2 separate regions of the Mus musculus genome follow, and region 1 is linked to region 2. Evidence: chromatin contacts called from public promoter capture Hi-C data. All regions are on one chromosome and are shown on one strand. Each heading gives the region's core, a stretch centred on a gene start, on an enhancer-like site or on the middle of the called end of the contact. The rest is flanking DNA. Distances are from core to core; before and after follow the strand shown. Region 1 holds the start of Arhgap44 (Rho GTPase activating protein 44). Region 2 overlaps Gm12299 (predicted gene 12299).

What was found. Promoter capture Hi-C pulls out the DNA fragments that hold promoters and counts their contacts.
Region 1: a contact with region 2 is called in a promoter capture Hi-C map of stem cell-derived epiblast-like cells, with 3 times the contacts expected there. The contact joins the promoter of Arhgap44 here to the enhancer-like site in region 2. A contact is called at or near these places in 4 of 39 promoter capture datasets (embryonic stem cells, hippocampal neurons, liver and 1 more) and 2 of 115 datasets of contacts at active chromatin or transcription factors (astrocytes and embryonic stem cells).

Annotation. Positions count from the first base shown.
Region 1 is chr11:65,158,435-65,165,475 of GRCm38.p6, forward strand. Arhgap44 (Rho GTPase activating protein 44) reads right to left here and starts at 4,527. Exons shown (of 20, transcript NM_001099288.1): 1 at 4,152-4,527. The coding sequence starts at 4,204. LOC115487730 (a long non-coding RNA gene) reads left to right here and starts at 1,446. Exons shown (of 3, transcript XR_003949568.1): 1 at 1,446-1,779; 2 at 2,387-3,955. 1700086D15Rik (a long non-coding RNA gene) reads right to left here and starts at 1,466. Exons shown (of 2, transcript XR_003949567.1): 1 at 1,434-1,466.
Region 2 is chr11:67,009,785-67,016,583 of GRCm38.p6, forward strand. It overlaps Gm12299 (predicted gene 12299), which reads left to right. Exons shown (of 3, transcript NR_165257.1): 3 at 751-2,414. Among named protein-coding and RNA genes, the nearest start is that of Gm12299, 11 kb to the left of the region's middle. Within about 2 kb of position 1,972, at least 75 of the 459 cell types and tissues checked have an H3K27ac peak or open chromatin away from gene starts, as enhancers often do. A contact at or near this core is called in embryonic stem cells and stem cell-derived epiblast-like cells, where this site is marked.

The sequences.
Region 1 (7,041 bases), core at 3,277-5,776, 1.8 Mb before region 2:
TCGTGGTCCATCTGGTGAGCCCTTCACCAGGCCAGGCTCTCTCCAACCTCATCCCAGCCCTCTAAGATGGCGGCTTACTGTGCTCCCCACCTACAGACCGAAAAACAAGTCCTTAACAGGGGCTGACTTCCGGTTCTTGTATCTTCTCTTCAGGGGCTGACTTCCGGTTCTTGTATCTTCTCTTTCGCCCTGTGCTAAAGTTTCCGCTCAGCTCTGTGTTTCACCCAGGACAAGCCAGATATCACTTCCAAGAAGAACAGGCTCTCAGGATGGGTAGAACCCCAAGTAGACTCTAAGTTTCAACAACAACAACAACAAGCAGCAAATGGCGGCATGCATGAGGCTGAGCCCTCCTTCCAGTCCACAACCCAGCAGCTGCTGCCGCCCTTCGCTCCTCCAAAAAGGCAGCAGCAGGTGCTCTCCCTGCGTCTTTGAACTACTCTCCTTGAGTCCTCTGCTTACAATGCATACATCTTTTGATCCAGTTGCCCAGGAATTTCAGAGAACCCTCTGCATGCCACACTGTCTCTGCCTCCAAAGGAGCTTACAAATCGAGCTGGGAAGATGATCGGCAAGTTAAAGATCACACAACAAATGAACCATCAAAAGCGCAGCACACTCTTAGAATTCAGGCTCCAATGAACAGAACTTCAGTTTGCCCGGCACTGTAATATTCCCAGATCAAGGCACTGTAATATTCCCAGATCAAGGCATTGTAATATTCCCAGATCACGGCACTGTAATATTCCCAGATCGGAATAGTGTGTGGCCCAGAGGAGACAGCCAGTGATTTTACACTGAATAACTGAGCACAACATGCCATCCAAAAAGAGTTAGAATGCTGGCCCAAAGATCCTAAAGCTACTCTTAGCCATTTTTCTGGGGTAACTCCACCATCATTACAATGTCTATATCTCCAAGGGGCAACCATCACTGTTCTCATTTTGCTAATAAAAAAAAATGTGCAGAGAGCTAATCACAAGATCATTAAGCAACCATGCAAATGTGTCCCACTTGATAATCACTTGATAAGCAGGCACAGGCTGGCCAGGGAGAACTTTCCAGAGTAGGGTCGGAAGTGAAGAAACACATATGGGAAAATCAAGGCAGAAACATGTGAAGATGACCAAAGCAAGACCTCATGTAGTCCAGGTTGGCTTTGAACTCACTATGTTGCCTTCCCAATTCTACCTTCAGGCGGATTACAGGTATGTATCACCATGTGGTGCTGAGGACTGAACCCAGAGCTCCATACATGCTAGACTCTTCCTATAGTTGCTATGCTAAGTTGCTGATTTCTACTAAGATATGCCCAGTTCTGAGAAGATAAGCCAATGCCCAGAAGTTTTTCATTTGTAATAATCCCAAAACCTGTGAGTTACAGAAAGTGAGCTAGGTGGGGAGTGGTGGAGAAGAGCAGCTCTCAAGCTCACCTCTCTACCGGAAAGAGGTCACTAAGGCCTCTCTACAAAGCACTTTATGACATCACACCTACCATCCAGACTTCCAGCACTATGAGCTGCTAGTGAGTGGAGATACTAAGAAGCAAATCATGGCCCCTTTCCCAATGCACAGGTTGAGTCTCTCAACATTCTCAATAGGAAGAAGAACCCCCACGCTACCTCCTTTCATTCCCATCACTGGCCAGAAGTAAACCATTTCATCTTGGCAATAAATATTGACCGAGCACCAACCGTCTACAAGGCACTGCTCTGTGCCCTTGGCATGCGAGGGTGATCAATACATTCTACTGGAGACAGACGGGCAAAAATCAAAAAGGTACAAGCTTTCAAACTGTGGGGAGTAGTGGACAAAAATGAAAAGAATGATGGGTAAGAGTGAGGGAGCAGGGGTTTTATCTGAGCCTGAGAGCCAAGTGCTGATTGATGAGAAAGCAATTTGGGAAGACCACATCCTCAACCAGGTAGTAAAAATTGGTGGTCAGCAAGAACAAATCTCTAAAGTGGAGCTGGGCTTCATGTGTCCGAAGCACAGGAGTTCAGGGACAGGGAGACAGGAAGACAAAATGAGCATGCTGAGACAAAGGGGGGTCCAGAGGGATGTGGCTACTGAAATGCTGGGGCTGCTAAGCAAAATGATGGCACTGGAAGTGTTGAAGCAGTAGAGTATCCTAAACTAATTTTTGCTTCAACAGTTTACTCTAAACTTCACCAAAACAGACACAAGTCAGGCCTCAACTTTGTACATGTTGGTCATCCACCTAAGCGCTCAGCAGCTCTGGCATAGCAGGGTGCAGCCCCTGGATTTGTACTTCTAAGAATGTTCTTTGAATACATAAGACTACTTTTTACAATAATAATAATAATAATAATAATAATAATTCAGTCTGCTTTTGCCTATTTTTCATTTCCTCCACGAATGACAGTGAAAAATATAGTTCCTATGCCCATGCCTCAAAAATCTCACAACTTAAAAACAAGTCCTGAAGGAAGATAGGAGCCAGGTGTCTGGAAGCAACACGAATGCCTTCCCTGAGACATCTATATCCGAGCACCAATCTCTAACACTCCAAGAGAACACCAGGCTACTAAGTGGACTGAGAATACTCCATGAGAAACAGCAACCTGTGGTCAGAGTGAGGGGCCCACCCCTGGGATGTCTACTGCCATCATGTATGCCAGAGCCCAGGGAGTGTGATCCAGAAGCCAAGACAGTAAAGAATGGTCAGCTTGACAACCAACAGCTACACCCCCCAGTACCAGGAAAGCACTATCTCAGCATCCAACATACCAAAGACAGTCCACGTGAGGCTATATTTGTGGCAATACCGTGCCAAAAATCTGGGCTAATCTGACTCTGCTATTCATAAATTCCCCCCTCATGTTAAAGCACATGTGTTTGGGAAGGGAAAATGAATCCAAGTCTAGTTTAGAAGCTTGGAAACGCTTAGGTTACTTGGAAACCATCTGGAGTTCCTGAAAGCATGAGAAGCCATCACATCCCCTGCCCTCAAATGCCCACTGTAACTAGGGCAGTATGCTTCCCTCATGTCCTCTATTCTCCAGGGAAGTCCCCACCCCCACCCTACCAGGTGCCAGCTCAAGCTCCATTTCCCACCCAAGAAAGGTATTTGGTTTCTCAACAAACCTGGCCGAGAGCACTCTATGTGTGGAGCCTGCACTTGAATTGCACCCAAGGCTTGGTTCTTCCCTTTCTGCTTACTTTAAACTGCACACCTAAATTCCTTTAACAACCACACAGAAATCCGGCCCTGGGCACACAGATTCCATGAAAAATCCCCCTCTATCTAACAAGCCTGTGTTTCAAGAATGTCTAGCTTTGGACGGGACCCACTAAGAATCCTTATGTAACCTTAATAGATCTTGGCACCCCACAGATCCGCTCCTGGAGACACTGGCCCAGATCTAGTCCATGTTCACCAAGATGAGAGCAGTCTGGGTCCTGCAGATTCCTGGGGCCAAGCTGTTCTGGACTGGGAGGGAGGAGAGACTGTCCCATCCCCTACCTGGCTGAGAGCCTCTGATCCTCCTCTCTCTGATCCTCCTCTCATCTTCCAAGGGAGTTGAACCTCACTTTCGCAGCCTCCCTCCCTCCCTCCACTGAAATCAGTCTTGGGACCGAGCCTACATCAGCCAGCACCTTCCCCCTTCTCGCCATCCTTTCCCCACCCCCAAACGCTGAGGAAAAAACAGCCAGGAAAGTGATCCAGCATCCCATACAGTCACAGCCCCTGAAAACAAACAGGGCTCCAGTGGGGAAGGAGGGTGTCGACCAGGCCCAACACTACCTCAGGACCCTAAGCAGCCCTGAACTGGGCGCAGGGAGGAAGAGATCTCCAGAGGCAGCCAACGACTCGGCAGCCAGCAGCTCCAGCAGAGCAAACACCTGTTTCCAGGAAGAATCGCTACCAGAGGAAAAGGGAGTCCCGAGGAAAGGCAGAGAGGGCGAGGTGAAGGGGCAGCTGGGGACGCAGGTGAGGATGCGTCACTCTCTGAGCCTAGACCGGCGAGCGAGAAGCGAGCAGGGGTCGGGAGAGGAAAGGTCTCACCAACGACCCGCGCGGACCCAGGAGGGACGCACAAGCTCCAGGCCGGGCAGCTCCATCACCTGCGCCTGGCAGATGCAGCCCCGCGGGCGTGCCGGCCCTGGGCGGCCAGCGGGTGACCTACCTGCCCACCGTCTGGTTGGCCAACTGGCGCATGCGGTTAAACTGCTTCTTCATCGTGGCCCCGCTGCCGCGCTAGCCCGGGAGCTGGGGAAGGACTGAGCTGCCCGGAGCCCACCGCAGGGTTACATGGCTCCCGCGCCCAGCCTCCCGGGCGACGGCGGCGGCACTGCGGAGCCTGGGGAGCCGCCTGGCCCGCGCCCAGCCTCCCGAGAGCACCTCCGCCTAGTCCGCCCGCCGCATCCTTCTCTGTGCCACGCCCGGGGCCGCCCAAGGCGCCCGGCGGTCAGCCCCAGCTGTAGCTAGCCCCCAGCCCCAGCCCGGCGAGCGAACCGGGGAGTCTCCGCAGGCTGGCTAGCCAGCTGGCCGGGTGGTCCCCGTGCGCCTGTGCGGAATGCGCCGTGCATGCTGGGACTTGTAGTTTGCCGCTCCCACCTTTCCTCTGTCCAAAGTTTGTAGGGACAGCTTTTGTGCAGAGGTGAGAGAAGACAGTATGACCAAGACGTTTAGGCTTTAGCCTTGTAGTAAAGGAAATACTTTCGTGCTTGAATAGTGAAACCAACGACACAACAACAAACAGAGTAAACGTCTGACTCCTATTTTCTCTCAAGCGAATGCGAGATGTTCAGTGTTGAATTCATATGAAGATATGTTAGGCAGATGTGTTCGTTAAATTGTATAAAGTCACCTTATTGGTGTTCAATCACAGTGTTAAGCTTGGGACAAAGGGGTTTCGAACTAGGCGTAGCATGCATCCCAAAATGCCATCCTTAATCTTTTTCAAACCCAGTAAGTAACCAAAAGTTTACATAAGATTGAATCAGTAACGTCTTGTCTACTAGCACAACCTGAGACAGCTTTCTTGTATGATTTAGATTCTATTACCATAGCTATGTCCATCTCCTTACCGCCACTAGACCTGAAATGGTATCAGCTGGGCAGCCCACTGGCATTTACCAGCTGGTTGAAAGAAATTGTGGCTCATTAGACTTGGAAGGTGGCAGGTGAGGGGGACAGCAAATGGCTCAATAGGTAAAGAAGCCTATTGACCTGTGTTCAGTGTCTAGAACATACACGGTAGGAGAAAATTAACTCCTGCATGTTGTCTTACGTACACACACACTAAATAAATATAAATAATGTAAAAAAAAGAAAGAAAATCACATGTGATCTCAATTAGTTGTCATCTTTATATATATCAAGTCAGAGTTGTTGGGCAGTAGAGACATTGGATCAAACAAATGTGAGTCTTCCCATTAGAATCTCACATATTTAATCAGCAATTTTAGGAAAACTGCTGGGACTCTCTCATCTCCAGCTTCCCTATCTCAAGTAGAAAGCACTGCTGTTTGGTAGATGGAAATGAAAGAGTGCTGTTTTCCAAATCTAACTACATACAGGCTATCATGTAGTCCACTGTGGCAGATACAATGGAAGATAGCATAATGGGAAAATCCAGGATCATTCCTATTATGAAAATAGTTTAAAAAAAAAAAAAAAGGAAGAGCATCCATCTATGACCCGAGATTCTCTGCAGTGTGTTGATTACAGTAGAAAGATGCCCTAAATATGGATGTAAGTGTCTTACTGGCCAGCGGAACAAATGATGGTTTGAGGCATGTTTTGGCTGAATGAACATGAAATCTTTAATTAATTGTGAGCTCAGCCTCTGCTTATTAGGTCAAGAGTTCTGGTCAATTAGCAGTGAAGGCATCGTGCTTGTGACTGACTGTATGTGGCAACATACAGTCATGTCAACGTCATGTTTATATAAACAAAGTACTTCTATTTTGAGTTTTTAAAAATCCTTTATTCATTCATTTATTTATTTATTTATTTATTTATTTATATTTATTTTAAACTGCAGATGTTATTCCCCTCCTGTTCCACCCTCCGACCATTCCACATCTCATACCTCCTCCCCACCCCCCTTGTCTCCACAAGGATGTCCCCACCCCCCACCCCACCAGACCTCTAAACTCCCTGTGGCCTCCAGTCTCTTGAGAGTTAGGTTCACCTTCTCCTGACTAAACCCAGACCCAGCCGTCCTCTGCTGTATATTTGTTGGGGGCCTCATATCAGCTGATGTATGCTGCCTGGATAGTGTTCCAGTGTCCAAGAGATCTCAGGGGCCCAGGTCAATTGAGACTGCTGGTCCTCCTACAGGGTCACCCTCCTCCTCAGCCTCCACAGGAGTCAGCAACTTCTGTCCATTGGTTGGATGCGAATATCTGCATCTGACTCTCTCAGCTGCTTGTTGAGTCTTTTGGAGGGCAGTCATGATAGGTCACTTTTTGTGAGCGCTCCATAGCCTCAGTAATAGTGTCAGGTCTTGGGGCCTCCCCTTGAGCTGGATCCCACTTTGGTCCTGTCGCTGGACCTTCTTTTCCTGGAGCTCCTCTCCATTTCCATCCTTGCAGTTCTTTCAGACAGGAACAATTATGAGTCAGAGTTTTGACTGTGGGATGGCAACCCCATCCCTCACTTGATGCTGGGTCTTTCTGCTGGAGGTGGGCTCTACAAGTTCCCTCTTCCCAATGTAGGGCATCTCATCTAAGGTCCCTCCCTTTGAGTCCTGAGAGTCTCTCACCTCCCAGGCCTCTGGTGCATTCTGAAGGGTTTCCCCAAACTCCTACCTCCCAAGGTTACCTGTTTCCATTCTTTCTTCTGGCCCCCAGGGCTTCAGTCTTCCCCCCCCCCAATACCAGATGATGTTCCCCTCTCCCCCCCCCCATCCCCTTTCCCTCCCAGGCCCCTCCCTCCCTCCCAAGTGGGGCTGAGGCATCCTCACTTGGGCCCTTCATCATGTTGACCTTTTTGAGTTCTGTGGACTGTATCTTGGGTATTCTATACTTTTTTTTTTTGGCTAATAGCCACATATTGGTGAGTACAAA
Region 2 (6,799 bases), core at 722-3,221:
CTTTACTTCTCTGTCTTGTCTGTCTGTCTCTCCCATCTCTGTCTGTCTGTGTCTGTCTATCTCTGTCCCTTCTTCTCCCCTTCCTGCCTCTCTCTCACACTCCTTTTTCCTTTTTTCTTTCTCCCTCTCCTTTTCTCCCCCCCCCCACATTCCCCTCTTTATCCCTCTCCTTTCCTATCTTTTTCTCTCCCCTCTCCCTTCTCTCCTTTTCTCCTGCCCCCCACATTCCCTTCTCTCTCCCTCTTCTTTTATCATGCTCTATTTGCTCAGTGTGCTTTCTCTTTCCTCCCTTCTCCTTCCTCCCCCTTCCCTCCCTCCTTTTCACTCTCTTCCTCCCCTCTTCTCCTCTTCCCTCTTCTTTTCTCTTTCTCTGCTCCCTCTTCCTGTGTCTCATGTTTTCTACATCCTCTCACCCTCTCCTTCCCCTTTCCCTTTCCCTGTGTAGATCTTTTTGCTCCCTCCCACACACACCTCTCCTTCTTTCCTCCCCTCTGCCCCCAACCTCACCACATACACTTCCACGTTTGCATTTCTCCAGGATCTCTTAGTCTCTTGTCTGCCTGCCTTCTTCCCATCAGATATTTAAACTCTACCAAATACAGTGTTTCTTTTATCAGCCAAGTGCACACTTGATGCTGTATTACTGTGAGAAAGTGAAATCTCTCTCCAATAAGGGAATCCTGTTCCCTTCTATTGACCACCGTGTCTTAGAAAAACGCACTTAACACTGAATGTAATTCGATTTTTCAGAGAAGCATAAAGCGATCGTTCACCGGAGATGAAAGGCCTCACTTCCTGCCGGCGGTGGACAGGGCTGCATCTGTTTGTCTGCAGCAACTAGAGGAGCCAGTATCTCAGCAGAACTGGCTCAGAGCACACCCAGTGGACAAATCTGACAAATGTCTTTCACCAGCCTTTGTAGAACTTTGTGCAGTGCTTTCTAGAAACAAGCAGAAGCTGTGTCAAGCATATAATCTCCAACTAGTGCTGCCTTCAGGGTCTTTAAGAAGAAACATGTCCCAGGCAGCCACAGGGGACCAGGCACCAATGAAGAGGATTTTGTTAGGAGAACAGAACAATTGGTCAGGGGCAGTAATTCCCAGACCATGGGACACTCCACCCTTCAAACCAAAACCAATCTATGAGTAAACTGCCAAGGACTGTCCTTTCACTCAGGATCCAGCCTTGAATCAAGACTCTAGTATTGCCCTCACCCCCCCCCCCCCAGCACTGCCCGTGTTCTTCACAAAGGACTGTGAGCGTGGCCCCTGTCATCAGTTTGCTGGGAGCATTTTCCAGGCTCTACACAGAGCTGGGCAGAGCCAAGTGTCTTCTCCCTCATTCATTCACTCTCTAAACCTTTACATAACTGAAAATACATCAAGTAGTGGGGGCTCTAGAAAGAAAAATATGACAAAGCCAGGAGACAGAGTATGGCTGTAGGGAGTCAGGAATGTTTTTCCTTTGAGGCGCAATTTGATCAGAAACCCAATGACGTGAGACTCTGCCAGACCCACATATAATGAAAGTCAGGGCTAGGGAAGTAACTCGTTGCTAAAGTATATGTTTGGCATGTGACAAAACTTTATTATCAGCCCCGTCCAAACAAAATAATAAACAAACAAACAAACAAATGGTAGTTACAGGGTAGGAGAAGGCCTGGCTGAATCTGAAGACACACACCTGTAAGCTTTAACCCCAGCACTCAGGGAGCAGAGGCAGGTGGATTTCTGTGAATATGAAGCCCATCTACTCTACATATTGAGTTTCAAGCCAGCCACTGTTACAGGATTAGATCATATCAAAAACAACAAAACAAAATAAAACAAATACCCCAAAACATTAGAAGTCTTGAGCCTTACAGAAATCCTTAGGATATGCGGTTAGTTTTTCCTCTTATAAGCACTGAGGTGTGCCCTTCCCGCAGCCTTGAGCAGGCTAAACAGACCTTAATTGTTTGCCACAGTTGGTCTTCAACCAATTTAGCCTGACCTAGGGTGGAGTCTTCTGCCTTGCCCTACCTGCAATTTCCTACAGGAGCAGACTGCCCGCTGAGCTTGCTTTGCAACATAATCCAGCTGAAACAAAGGATGGGTCTGTGGATTTTCTCTACACTTCCAGCCTCCCTTTCAGGTTCCCAGCTGGACAGCTACACTGAGGAATGAACCTAGTGTCCTCTGCATGTGCTGAATTGCAACAACAGGCCTTTTTTCTTGTAGAAGGGGCACGTTTTTTAAAAATTGACAGAGGGTCTCACTCAATTACTCATGCTGTCCTCGAACCTGGGCCTGTCTTGAACATGAGATCCACCTTCCTCTGTCTCCACGGGGCCCTGGGATCACCACCTACATCACCAGGCATGGCTAAAGGCTTGGGTTTTTATTATGAAAAGATTAAAGAGCTTTGAGATGAAGAGAGTTGTGAGTTGGTTTTGGCTTTTATTTATTTACTTATTTATTTAGGGAGGGGGTGGCATGGTGTCCATGTGAGATTGAAGGACAACTTTCGTGGGAGTCAGGTCTCTCCTTCCACCATGACGGACCTGGGGATCAGACTCAGGCGGTCCAGCTTGGCAGCCCTTGCTTTTACCCACTGAACTTTTTTGTTGGCTCCATTGCTTTGTTTGTTTGCTTGTTTATTTTGAACAAATGTGGCCTCTGTAGGGGAAAATTAGAATCTCACAGGAGTGGAAGCTAGGAGACTAATTTGTTGGGATGCACTGTAGCCCAGGTGAGAAGGGCTGGCAGTTCTGGTTGGGCTACCAATCCTGAGGGTGGAGAGGAAACAGGTACCCAAGTGTGAACAGAGTTTTGAAGCAACAAAATATATTAGCTTCAGAAGAGAAAAATGGGTCAAAGATGACATCAGGGATTTGCCTGAGCATCTGGTGATGCTGGTGGTGCCAGTTACAGAATAAGGAGGACTTGGTGGGAGGCCAATGCTTGAGAATATGACTTTGTAAATATTAAAATAATATGTGAGGAGGAAGGGGAGAAGGCAAAAGATGCACTATGGTGGCCCAGTGGGAGGTGAGAACCAAGAAGAGATGGGAACCAGTAGGAGCCTGGAACTTTTGGGACGTGCAAACAAAAGGAGAGTTTAGCAAAGCAAGGTGGGAGAAACTCAAGAGAAAAACGGTCTCTGTAGTTGAGAAAAGCACACACATGGCGTCCAATCAGTAGTCGTGAGGGATCGCTGTGGGTCCCATCATGGACACCTAGGTCCTTGGATGTGTAAATTCTTTACATGAAATGCCATTGAAAAAATAATGAAAAATAAAATAATAAAAGTGTTTTAAACGATTGGAGAGATGACTTCATGAACAAACTGTTTGCTGTTCAAGCCATGAGGGCCTCATGCCCAGCACCTATGTAAAAGCCAGGTACAATGGTACATGCCTGTGACTGAGCAGACAAGAGGAGGCAGGAACTTGCTCTCTGGCTAGAGTTGCTGGCCAGTGAGTTCCCAGTGAGAGACATTCCATCAGCCTGTGAACCTCCACCTGCAGAAGCATGGGTGAACATGCCTCCACACCTGCACATGTGTGCACACATATACAAATAATTAATGAATAAAAACAATAAAAGGCATAGTATTTACATGGATATATGCACGTCCTCCTGTATGCTTTAAAATGTTTTTTGATCACCGATCTGGTACAACACACAGTAGACTGTGCATTTGGGGCATAAATAAGTCTGTGTGGGATCAACATAGACACAATTTGGGGGGGGGGTTCGAGACAGGGTTTCTCTGTGTAGCCCTGGCTGTCCAGGAACTCACTTTGTAGACCAGGCTGGCCTGGTCAGAACTCAGAACTCTGCCTGCCTCTGCCTCCCAAGTGCTGGGATTAAAGGCGTGCGCCACCACGCCAGGCGCAATTTTTTTTTCAGATATTTTTATATACACTTGGTTCAGTCAACTACTGCCGAAGCTGAGGATAGAGGCTGAGTATAATTCAAGGTGGAGGGCCTGTGTAACTGTGTCCAAAGCCATCGATAATTAGAGCAACAGGAGCTCGAGGCAAGCCTTGGATCTGAGAAAGTACGGATGAACTTGAAGCAGTCGTACGTAACTTATAACTGCCATACAACTCTGCCAGCCAAACACCACTGTCTCCATTTTAACTGATAAGTAGTTTGAGGGTGTGCCAGGATCACATGCCCATGAGTGTTGGAAGGAAAGCTTAGATTGTAGATGTTTGAGGCACCATCTCCCATCAAACCACCATGCCCTGGCTATGAAGGTACATCACTGGCCAGGTGCTGAGGCTGTAAGCTTAAAGCTCCCATCAAGTAGGAAGGAACTATCAGCCTGTAGTGTGAAAGCCAAAGTTCTGTCTTAAATTTTCATTACTGTGCCTACAATGTCTATGTAACAAAAATGCCTCTACGCCATAAGCCCCTTGCCCAAGGACAGATATTTCCTCAAGTGCTGAAGGCTATTGTTCATAGGAGATAAAAAGCCACATGGTTTTAACTCCCCTAAACAAGTTCATTTGGCCCGACAACAATGGATGTGCTCGATCACATGTGGGCAAGAGGTAAGTGGGCAGGAAATATGTCAGGATGTGGCTCGCCCCAGATTGGACCTGTTGGGAAATTCACTGGGTTGTGGGTTTTACCTTTACAAGCCCCTGCAGAACATGACTCACGGTTATTTTCTGGAAACCCATACATGGACCTGGCCAGAGAGTCCATCAACCTGGCCAGTATTTAATTAAAGCTTGCTTCCAATTTGGCTTTAAATCATGGTAGTGGCCTTATTTTCTATGAGTAGGATTAACAGCCAACCTCCTAGAAAGAGCACAGTCCAGCTTAAAACAGAAGACTGGCATTTCTCTCTCACCGTCTTCGCGCCTAACGTTTATCACGCTTGGGATCCCAATCACGTCAGGTCTGGCAACCCATCCTCGATAAGCCAATGTAAAAAGCCAAATTAAAAGTGGAAAGCAGAAGGGGAGACTTATCTATTCAACGTGGCCACACTGGGGAGAGGAAAAAGGGAATCCAGTGAAGACCCTCCAGTCAGTCTTAAGGGTTCAGAAATAAGAGCAAGTTTTAAACAGAAAGCTAGGATATGACTATCTAAGCAATCCTATTCAAGGTGTGGTCCTGGAATACATTAGTATCTGGGTTTTATATTCTCACCCCGTAATGTGTCCTGCCAAGTTCTTAGAAACATGTGTGTGTGAAGTCTCTTTCAGGGAGACACACTCCCCCTCTGGCTGGCCTGGTGCTCAGTCCTTCTCAGAGCATGAGACTCCTGAGGGAAATTCTCATTTCTCTGTGGGTCCATTGTTTCAACAATCTAATAGTCAATTGAGAAACACAAGTTTCTCTTTAGAATATCTTCGTTCCTGGCAGGCTGTGTTACACTAACACTTGTTAGATTTTGATGTCTGTATAGAAAAACAAGTTTGGAGAGCCAGTTCCACTAGCCAGGACCACTGAGGAGCAGGGGGCTGCTTTCCACGGCACAGGACCCCACTCTGCTGGAGAGCATCTACGGTCTGCATCCTCCCCCAGATCCTCCTGAGACCCTCAACCTCTGGCCCCTGCTCAGCCTCCTCCCTGCCTATCATCCCCTCCACCATCAGCAGTCTCCTTAACGGCTTTCACTTCCCGGAGTTTTAGTTACCCATGATGAATGGCAGTTCATGGAAAAGATTAATGTGTGTTCTGAACAAATTCATGTAAATTTTGGTACATATTGTTGGCATTTTGTCTAGGCTCTGCCCCACAGTTACCTGGCAACAGCCAGGTGTGCCTGACTCACTATAAAAGGGGCTGCTCGCCCCCTTCTCGCTCTCTTGCTCTCTTCTCTTCTCTTCTCTTCTCTTCTCTTCTCTTCTCTTCTCTTCTCTTCTCGCTCTTGCCCCTTACCCTCTTCTCTCTCTCCCCATTCCTCTCCGCACCCCCTCTACACATGATCATGGCCAGCCTCTACTCCTCTCTATGTAAACTCTAATCTATACTATACCATCATGTGTGGCTGGTACCGCAGGGAAAAGGGATGCCTCAGCATGGGCCCAAAGGGACACCCCTTCCCCTACACCATACCGTGCCTCCCTCAAACATATTCCTTCCTTCTTATTTTTTTAATAAAACACAAATATAATATTGTTGTGCATGCTATATTTTATTCTTAGTTGTTATTCTCTATACCTAATTTATATCCTAAACTCCATCATAGGTGTATATGCAGAGGGAAGGTGTAGTGTCCAAGATAGGGTTTGGTACTATTCATGGCTTCCAGCATCTGCTGAAGGACTTGGGACATGTCTGCTATGGATAGGGGGAGGCACTGTAATGTGAAGAGCTAGTGGACAGATATAGTGATGTAGGCCTGAATTCCCAGTGCTTGAAAGATGAGGCAGAATCCCCAAGATACGGGGCAAGCTTGAGGCTAGCCTGGGCTACATAGGCAAACCCTGAACCACCAATAACTAAAACAAAATAAACAACTGAAAGAGATTAGTGGTTTTCTACCCATACGTCTCTGTGTGGTCTTACTGGTTACAGTGAATTTAAACTACTTTAGAACACTTCTTTTCTTTCTTTTTTCTTTTTTAGCTTGCTGCATTTCAGTTTGTTTGGTTTTTGTTTGTTTTTTTTTTTTCAACATTTTATTATGAAGCTGTACAAACACAAGCACTGGGCAGGGAACCACTATCGGTCCACCACCTCTAGTTTATAGGGACAAGTTACTCTGCCTCCTTTGTTACACCGCTGTCCACCCATCCTTCCACCTACCAGCATCAACCTATCATATGTTTAAGCCACTGTACAGATCACCC